Regions from separate parts of the Mus musculus genome. Here region 1 is linked to region 2. Evidence: chromatin contacts called from public HiChIP or PLAC-seq data. All regions are on one chromosome and are shown on one strand. The core of a region is the stretch at or near the end of the contact, and the rest is flanking DNA. Distances in the headings are between cores, read along the strand shown. Region 1 overlaps Celf2 (CUGBP, Elav-like family member 2). Region 2 overlaps Gm13391 (a long non-coding RNA gene).

Evidence for each region. HiChIP or PLAC-seq counts read pairs in DNA pulled down with a chosen protein or histone mark.
Region 1: a contact with region 2 is called in an H3K4me3 HiChIP or PLAC-seq map of bone marrow-derived macrophages, with 2.6 times the contacts expected there. The contact joins two enhancer-like sites. A contact is called at or near these places in 2 of 484 Hi-C or Micro-C datasets (CD4 T cells and peritoneal macrophages) and 1 of 115 datasets of contacts at active chromatin or transcription factors (bone marrow-derived macrophages).

Annotation. Positions count from the first base shown.
Region 1 is chr2:6,705,902-6,709,557 of GRCm38.p6, reverse strand. The region is part of intron 2 of Celf2 (CUGBP, Elav-like family member 2); the gene reads left to right. Among named protein-coding and RNA genes, the nearest start is that of Celf2, 180 kb to the left of the region's middle. Within about 2 kb of position 2,062, at least 128 of the 459 cell types and tissues checked have an H3K27ac peak or open chromatin away from gene starts, as enhancers often do. A contact at or near this core is called in bone marrow-derived macrophages, where this site is marked.
Region 2 is chr2:6,467,516-6,471,051 of GRCm38.p6, reverse strand. The region is part of intron 1 of Gm13391 (a long non-coding RNA gene); the gene reads right to left. Among named protein-coding and RNA genes, the nearest start is that of Gm13391, 3.2 kb to the right of the region's middle. Within about 2 kb of position 1,686, at least 10 of the 459 cell types and tissues checked have an H3K27ac peak or open chromatin away from gene starts, as enhancers often do. A contact at or near this core is called in bone marrow-derived macrophages, where this site is marked.

The DNA.
Region 1 (3,656 bases), core at 813-3,312, 240 kb before region 2:
GAACTCTCAGCAACACGTTCCTTCTGAACCACGTTTCGTTGCTTATGCCAGTTACTTGGTTAGCTGTTGCACACCTCTCTTGCTGCCAGCTATTGTCTACTTTTGAAGACAGCAGTTGGTTTTACATCTGTGTTCTCTGCAGTAGAGGAGGTTCACTGACTTGGGTGGCAGGAATCTCTAAGAACTATGTCAGTAATGAGAAGTCATCTCACTGAGAGGCTAGTTTGTTTCTTAGCCCCTTCTCCCTACCCAGAACCAACACTGTTTTCAGAGACCTCGTTTTGGGGGAAGAAAATTCTTACAGGAACCACAACACTGAAAAGGAAGTAAATGTGTTAACAGTTTTGATAGATACATTTCTCTAAAACATATATTATCTAATACATGTATCCCTTCCAGAAAGATTTAAATTGTGTTTACTAGGAAAATATTATGATAAATGCTAGTAATTCGGAATTGGTCCTGTTGCCATATTTCACACACACACACACACACACACACGTGTACATGAGCATGGCTGCATAAGAAAGTGAATATGGCTAATCATTCTCACTTTCCACAGGACTTTTGAAGGTTCTTCTTTAAATCAGCTTAGTTTGGTATTTGTTTTCTTTATGTCTGTGAGAATGTTTAGCAACAGAATATGGGTTTATTTAAAAGAAAATATAACCCACATGCTTGACTGCATTGAGAGTAACCAGTGAAAGAACAACTACATTGTGCACACCACTGCTGCCCTCCAGGCACATTGTCCTTCTCCCTGCTCCTAATAGAGACAGGGAGCATCCAGCTTCAGTGTTGACACTGAGCAACATGCTTCAGTGGGACAAAACAAAACTGGACTTTGGGGGGTTTGTTTATTTGTATATATTTTAAAGTCTTTTGTAAAATACTCAATAAGGAATTACATTTTATAGTGAAGGGCCATTTTGTCCTTTCTCTTTCCGACTCCTTAAGTAACTTGTTCACTTTGGTGATGATACTGATTAACCCAGGACAGGATAAGGAGATCTTTTAGCTCCTGCTGTTTCCAAAACATTTCCCCCATACTGTAATGAAAGGGGAGGAGAGGTTTGTGGGCAGTTACAATCTCCATCGATCCTGAGGGAAGCTGATGTGTTTTAACAGTGGCCTTAGAGGGCAACCATGTGTAGCTCAATTCACACAGCCTGATTAAAACAAGTAATAAACAAACAAACAGCAGCACAGGGTTCCTGGGAGAAGGTAAACTTTGACTGGGAGCTCTTGCCACATTACCTGCTGCGTGCCCTCTGTCCTACTGCAGTGTCACTTGGTCTTTTACTAAGCAACCCAGTTAGGCAGAGAAAAGTAAGTGCCATTTCCAGGCCCAGTCCCCACTCCTCGCCAACCAGGCTGCTGAGTGTGTTACTCTCTTTGTGAAGTGGACATCTGTCAAACGGGAGCTCAACTGTGACTAGCAGTTCATTTTACACAGGCCATCATACAGCTGCCAGATGGTGACAGGCCTTAGCTGTTTTGTGAGTCCAGTGTGAGTTGTTCAACTCGAGAAGTGGAAAACACAGTCTTTCCACAAGCCTATGACTCTTCAGAGAAAATGCTTCTGGAAGCCAAGACTTTGCTCTAATCTGAGTGAAGGTAGAAAAAGACTTAAGAAAGGGTAATGAGTAAATATACCACATTTAAAAATTGCTTCTTTTAGGTTTTAGTCTTTATCTAATTGTGCTTTAATCTGTGTTTGGAAGCACTGCTTTTAAGCCAGACATGCCAGACTTTAGAGTTAAGTCCCAAGGCCAATAAGTTTGAGATCATTTAAGAAACAAAAGGGGAGTGCCATGGCAGAACCTAGTTGTCTAACCAAGCTCAGTGCCATGGCAGAATGTGGTTGTCTAACCAAGCTCATCACTAGTGTGTGGACCTGCCACACATCCTCAGGACTGGGATGCTTGGGAGATAAGGAAGAGATACTGGCTCTGGCTTCCTTCACCATGCATCAGCCAAGGAGCTGCATGAGAGTGAATAGAACTGTGGTGAGCTGCCCTAGCAACAGTCCTGTGCTACCGACTCTCCATCACATGTCTGCAATGAAAACACTGTGCTTTGAGAGGACTTTAAAGTCAGGAAACCGTTAAACCACACTGCATCCTCCTTTGCCCTCAACCACTCCCCCTCCCCCCCTCAGGAAAATGGACCCTCTTTTATAGAACAGGAACCTGAAACAAAGATTAAGTGGTATGTTTGAACAGAGTTTATAATCCCAGGAAAATTGCTGATCTAGTCTTAAAATCTAACACATCTTTCAGAGTAATTTTTAATGTTCTTGCTTCTTTTACCTAAACCATGTGTGTTTCTTGTGACCTTGATTTAACCTTAATAGTGTATATGAAGTTCAAAAGGCAGCTTAGCCTCCATCTTTTTTGTTCCTGGCATTTTTTTTTTCAAATAAAAAGAGTCATATAATATTATACTGTTAAAAATCAAAGCTCGATGAACACTTTGAAAATCTTTTTGAGTTTTTAAGACTTATTTTCATAAATCTTCATACATTTCTTGTTAGAAGAATGTCTTTTGTATTCCAAAAACTCCTATGCCTCGATCAGTGTCTAGAATGAGAGAGACATTCAAAATTCTCCGAAGACTGACTGAATGAAATGAGCTCTACTTTGTGGCTTAGCACTAGCTTACCCGTTTTTAGTTATTCTCACCAAGCAGGCACAAGCTTCTGTACATCTGTGCGCTTACACTGCCATCCCTATGTGATAGACAGTGTGAGGTAGCCTGGAAATACAAGGACAGCGTGGTCTAGGTCCACAGCGTTTTAATACTCTTTTAGAAATTGGAGTAGAGTGTACCATTTTATAGTTGAATTTGTGTTTGTCTGTGCTTGCACATGCATGTATGTATTATAGAAAGGGGAATTGTAACATTCTTTTTTAAAGCTGTGACCAAAGAAATGATATTAACAATAGTAATGTACAAATCAAACAAAAGAATATCAGTACTGTTCTGTGTTCATTTTCGATGTGTGCATTACCTTGCCAGATACACACTAAAAACCAGACTTCTAATAGTAGAACTTACTAGGTTTCAGGGAAGGCTGCACCTAACCTCTACTCAGCACAGCTAAAAAGGAAGTTTTCACTTGGGCTGGCAAGATGACTCGTTGGTTAAGTGTGCTTGTTGGACAAGGCTGATGATTTGAGTTTGATCCCCAGGACCCACATGAAAGGGGTCGGTAAGGACAGACGTCACCAAGTTGTCCACACACACCTTTTTTTTAAAAAAGATGTTTGCTCTACCCACAATCCTGCTGTGATGTCTGTTAGCACTCCAAAATGTACAGAACTGAGGCGCTTCTTATGTGTGGTTCTATTTATTGACGCATTTATAACCCTCAGTTACTTGGGACCAGAAGGAGCAGACCGACAGTGCGTTTTATAAATTGCTGAACTGACACTTTTGGTACTGGGGCATATGCGCTTTACTAGCTTCAGTACATCTCTGTGCCAGGTTTAATTTCTGTTTCCCCTTCGCCTACCAGATAGAACACTAACTTTACATAAAAGGTATGGACTTGAATGATGGTATAACTGAAAAAGTTACTGGTCATGATTGAGAACAGGGTGTGTGAAGTAAGATCGTAACTGCCCTCAGTCTCTGACCTCCAACCCCTCCAT
Region 2 (3,536 bases), core at 437-2,936:
CTTCTTCGGAGAGTTCTACTTTCCACGACATACTGATCCTACAACAAACTCAGAGTTAATTGAGCTGCTTAGCATGCTCACGGGTGTCCTTGCGCATTGCAAAAGACCACCTTCTCACCTTCTTCCTAAGGGACTGGGTCGGAGCAAACCTGGGGAATTAGAGAGGTGGTGAGAAAGGTCCCTAAATTTTGGCCTTTAGAAGCCTCTCCTGACAGAGAACAGAGTTGTCTGAATACGTGCCCCCAGGGGGGCTGTGAAGATTGAGCCAATGGAGATCATTTCAAAGAGTAATTAGCACAAAATGGAAGCCGGATAAATGACAGGCAGTCTGTTGTTATAGCTACCAATGATCTGGACTAGTGGGACCCTTCGTTTCAGTGCCCAACCTAAAGAAAGGATAGCATTCCAATGAATGCTCTTATGACGTCTGGGCTGGTGGCAGGATTCTGAGATACAGAAAATGCCTCGTTTCTGGACAGTAAAGATTACAGGGAATTACATCCCAGGCTAGAGGGGGCACAAACGCTGAACTGTACCTCACTACTTCTTCCCTTCCTCTCTTAATCAATGAAACCCTTTACTAAGGACAGCTGGGTGTATGACCTGCAGATTAGAAAGTATACTTCCCAGAACCCACTGCAGTTACGTGTGACTAGCTAGATTCTGACCCACAAAGTGGTTTGTGTAAGTTACAGACCATTTGCAGGAAGAAACGTCTTATGTAGACTGGAAGTTAGCTGTGATGGAATGACTCTAACCCAATCCTGCAGGCAAAGAAGTCACTCTTGTGGCTAGAAGACAGTGTGGGCATGGACCTCGGGTCCCCAGGGATCCTGTGGAGACAAAACTTTAATATCCAAGGCTCCCTTGCCCTATCCCACTAGTGCCTTCCTTGTCACTGAGAAGCAGACTAGAAAGAAAGAGGTGGACCAGTTTGCCTCTGGGGTCGAGGATTCCAGACCAAGAGGAGCCTGGATGTGGGCTGGATGGACAAGATCGCACAGGATCTGGACAGAACCAGCTGTGTGGAGGGGTGGGTGGGTCATGTGTAACTGGACCAGACACTGCGTCAGCACAGAAGATGTCCTCCTCTTCTAAGTAAGTTTCCTTCTTAACTAACTTACTTTCTTTCTTTCTTTCTTTCTTTCTTTCTTTCTTCCTTCCTTCCTTCCTTCCTTCCTTCCTTTCGTTGTTGTTGTTGTTGTTGTTGTTGCTGTTGTTGTTGTTGTTGTTTGAGACAGGGTTTCTCTGTATAGCTCTGGCTGTCCTGGAACTCACTTTGTAGACCAGGCTGGCCTCAAACTCAGAAATCCACCTGCCTCTGCCTCCCAAGTTCTGGGATTAAAGGCATGTGCCACCACGCCCGGCTCTTGACTACCTTTCATCTGAGCTCATTCTAAGCCCTGGCTATGCATGCACTGCCTGACCAGCACTGGTCTGAGGGCTATCAGCAGAGGGGATGCTGTAGCTACCCGAATGCACTGTTTGTTTTCAGTGGACATTGCTTGCCCTACCCTTCCTTTCTTCCTTCCTGTGGACAGCAACGTGAAAGAGCGACTCAGTTTCTAGCTCAACAGTGGACTCAGCGTAAAGGTCAGCAGAGTGACAAGACAGAAGACGCTGTGTTCCTGTCCACATGTAGATTGAAGTCATTCTAATGAGGCGCACTTGAGCCTGTATGTGAATCCTGCCACTAGGTGGCGCATTGCAGACTAGCATTTGCCAGAAGCAAGCACTGAACTGCCGTCTAGGGACCTACTGTCTTCTATCTCCCTCCCTAACTCTGTAAAACCTGGCTGAGACCTTGACTCATTCACGCCGCTGTTGTCTACTTTCAGATGACAACAGTGGCTGTTGTCCTCACAGGTGTGTGTGAGCCTCAGGTAAAGCGAGGCTGTAAAATTCAGAGGCCGCTTAGAGATGTGGTGGTATCTGGGGGTTGCAATCCCTGCACTCAAGGGACTGAGGCTCGAGGGTACTGAGTTTGAGACTAACCTGTCTCCAGGAAAAGAGAGGAGGTGGAGCAAACTCTAAAGTTGCTATGACAGCAAATTAGCTTAGCAATCACTGGGTAGAGTTCTGAGAATTCTTTGCCCTAGAGTGGCATGTTCTAAATTTCCAGCCAATGGGAAAACAACAACAACCCAAAACAAGACAATAAGGAAAATCTCCTCGGGCAATGTGAACCAGCCGGCTTGTCTCCCGGAATCAATCAGTCATTCCCATGTTGGGGGAAAGCCTGCTGAGGCATGCGGTGGGTGGGCTGCTCAGGGTGGTTAAGTCCCCTTCCCTTTTGGGCTCCAAACACCACGATCAGAGGACTGCTGAGCCCGCAAGTGTGCTGATTTCTCCACATGAAGCTATTGCTGCCCAGGAAGCCATAGGGTCACCTGGAGGTGGCACTAGGCAGAGAGACACAGGAGAGCCACTGTTGCTGCCTTGGGTTCAGCCTCCCTCACATGCCCTGCTGGGTTCCAGGAAGACTCTGGGTCCTCAGTGAGCCTTAATCTCCTCCACTGGGAAATAAGGCCCCTGTACAACAACAGCCCAGCACCCGAGGAGTGATGAACACTGACATCACACTCACAGGACAGAAAACAGCTCAGTATACACTGTGCCTTCCACATACACTTGTTCGTGGGCATCATACATGCATATGCACGCACGCACGCACGCACACACACACATATACCAATAAAAATATTTTTCAAGTTATTAAGAAGTATGGCGTGGTGTGGTGTGTCTACACGTCCCCATGGGTGTGTGCATGGTTTGCACGCAGACATGTGCTCACCTGTGGTATGTGGAGGACAGAGGCAATGTCACTTGTCTCCCTCCGCTGCTTTCTATTTTATGCTCTCTCCAAACCTGGAGCTCAGCAATGCAGGTAGTCAGCTGGCCAATAAGCTCTATAAACTAGCCCCCCATCCCACCCTACCCCCACCCCACATCTATAATAACAAACATCTACCGCCATGCCTGACTTTGACACAGTGATGGAATCTGAACTGAGCACGTTACCAACTGAGCCATGTCCCCAGTCCCTAAAAAATACACCTTTTGAAAAGTGGAAGAGTTGAAGCACATTTAAATGCCTGATAATCCCTGACTTAGCTCATTTTCAACACATAGCCAGTCTTGTTTGACTATATCATCTGCTTCTTCTCACCCATAATTATTCCAATACTTATCTCATTTCGTCTGTGTCTTAATCTGTAACTCTAAATGATAGACCCTTTAAAAAACAGAACTGTGCTTTGATCAGACCTCAAAATAATTTAATTAATGACAAGAAGACCGAGGCCTATATTCTGTGTATATTTAATAGTTATAAACAGGGTGGGTGGGTAGCTCGTTAGCAAACTACTTGTCAGCGTGGGGCCTGAGTTTGAACCCAGCACCATCCTAAAACTATAGACATAATGTCATATGCTCATAACCCCAGTGCTGGAGTCAGAAACAAGAAGATGGCTGGTGGACCTAGCTTACTCTGTGAAGCCCAGGTCCCAGTGAGGGACAAAGTGGAACAAAGAGTC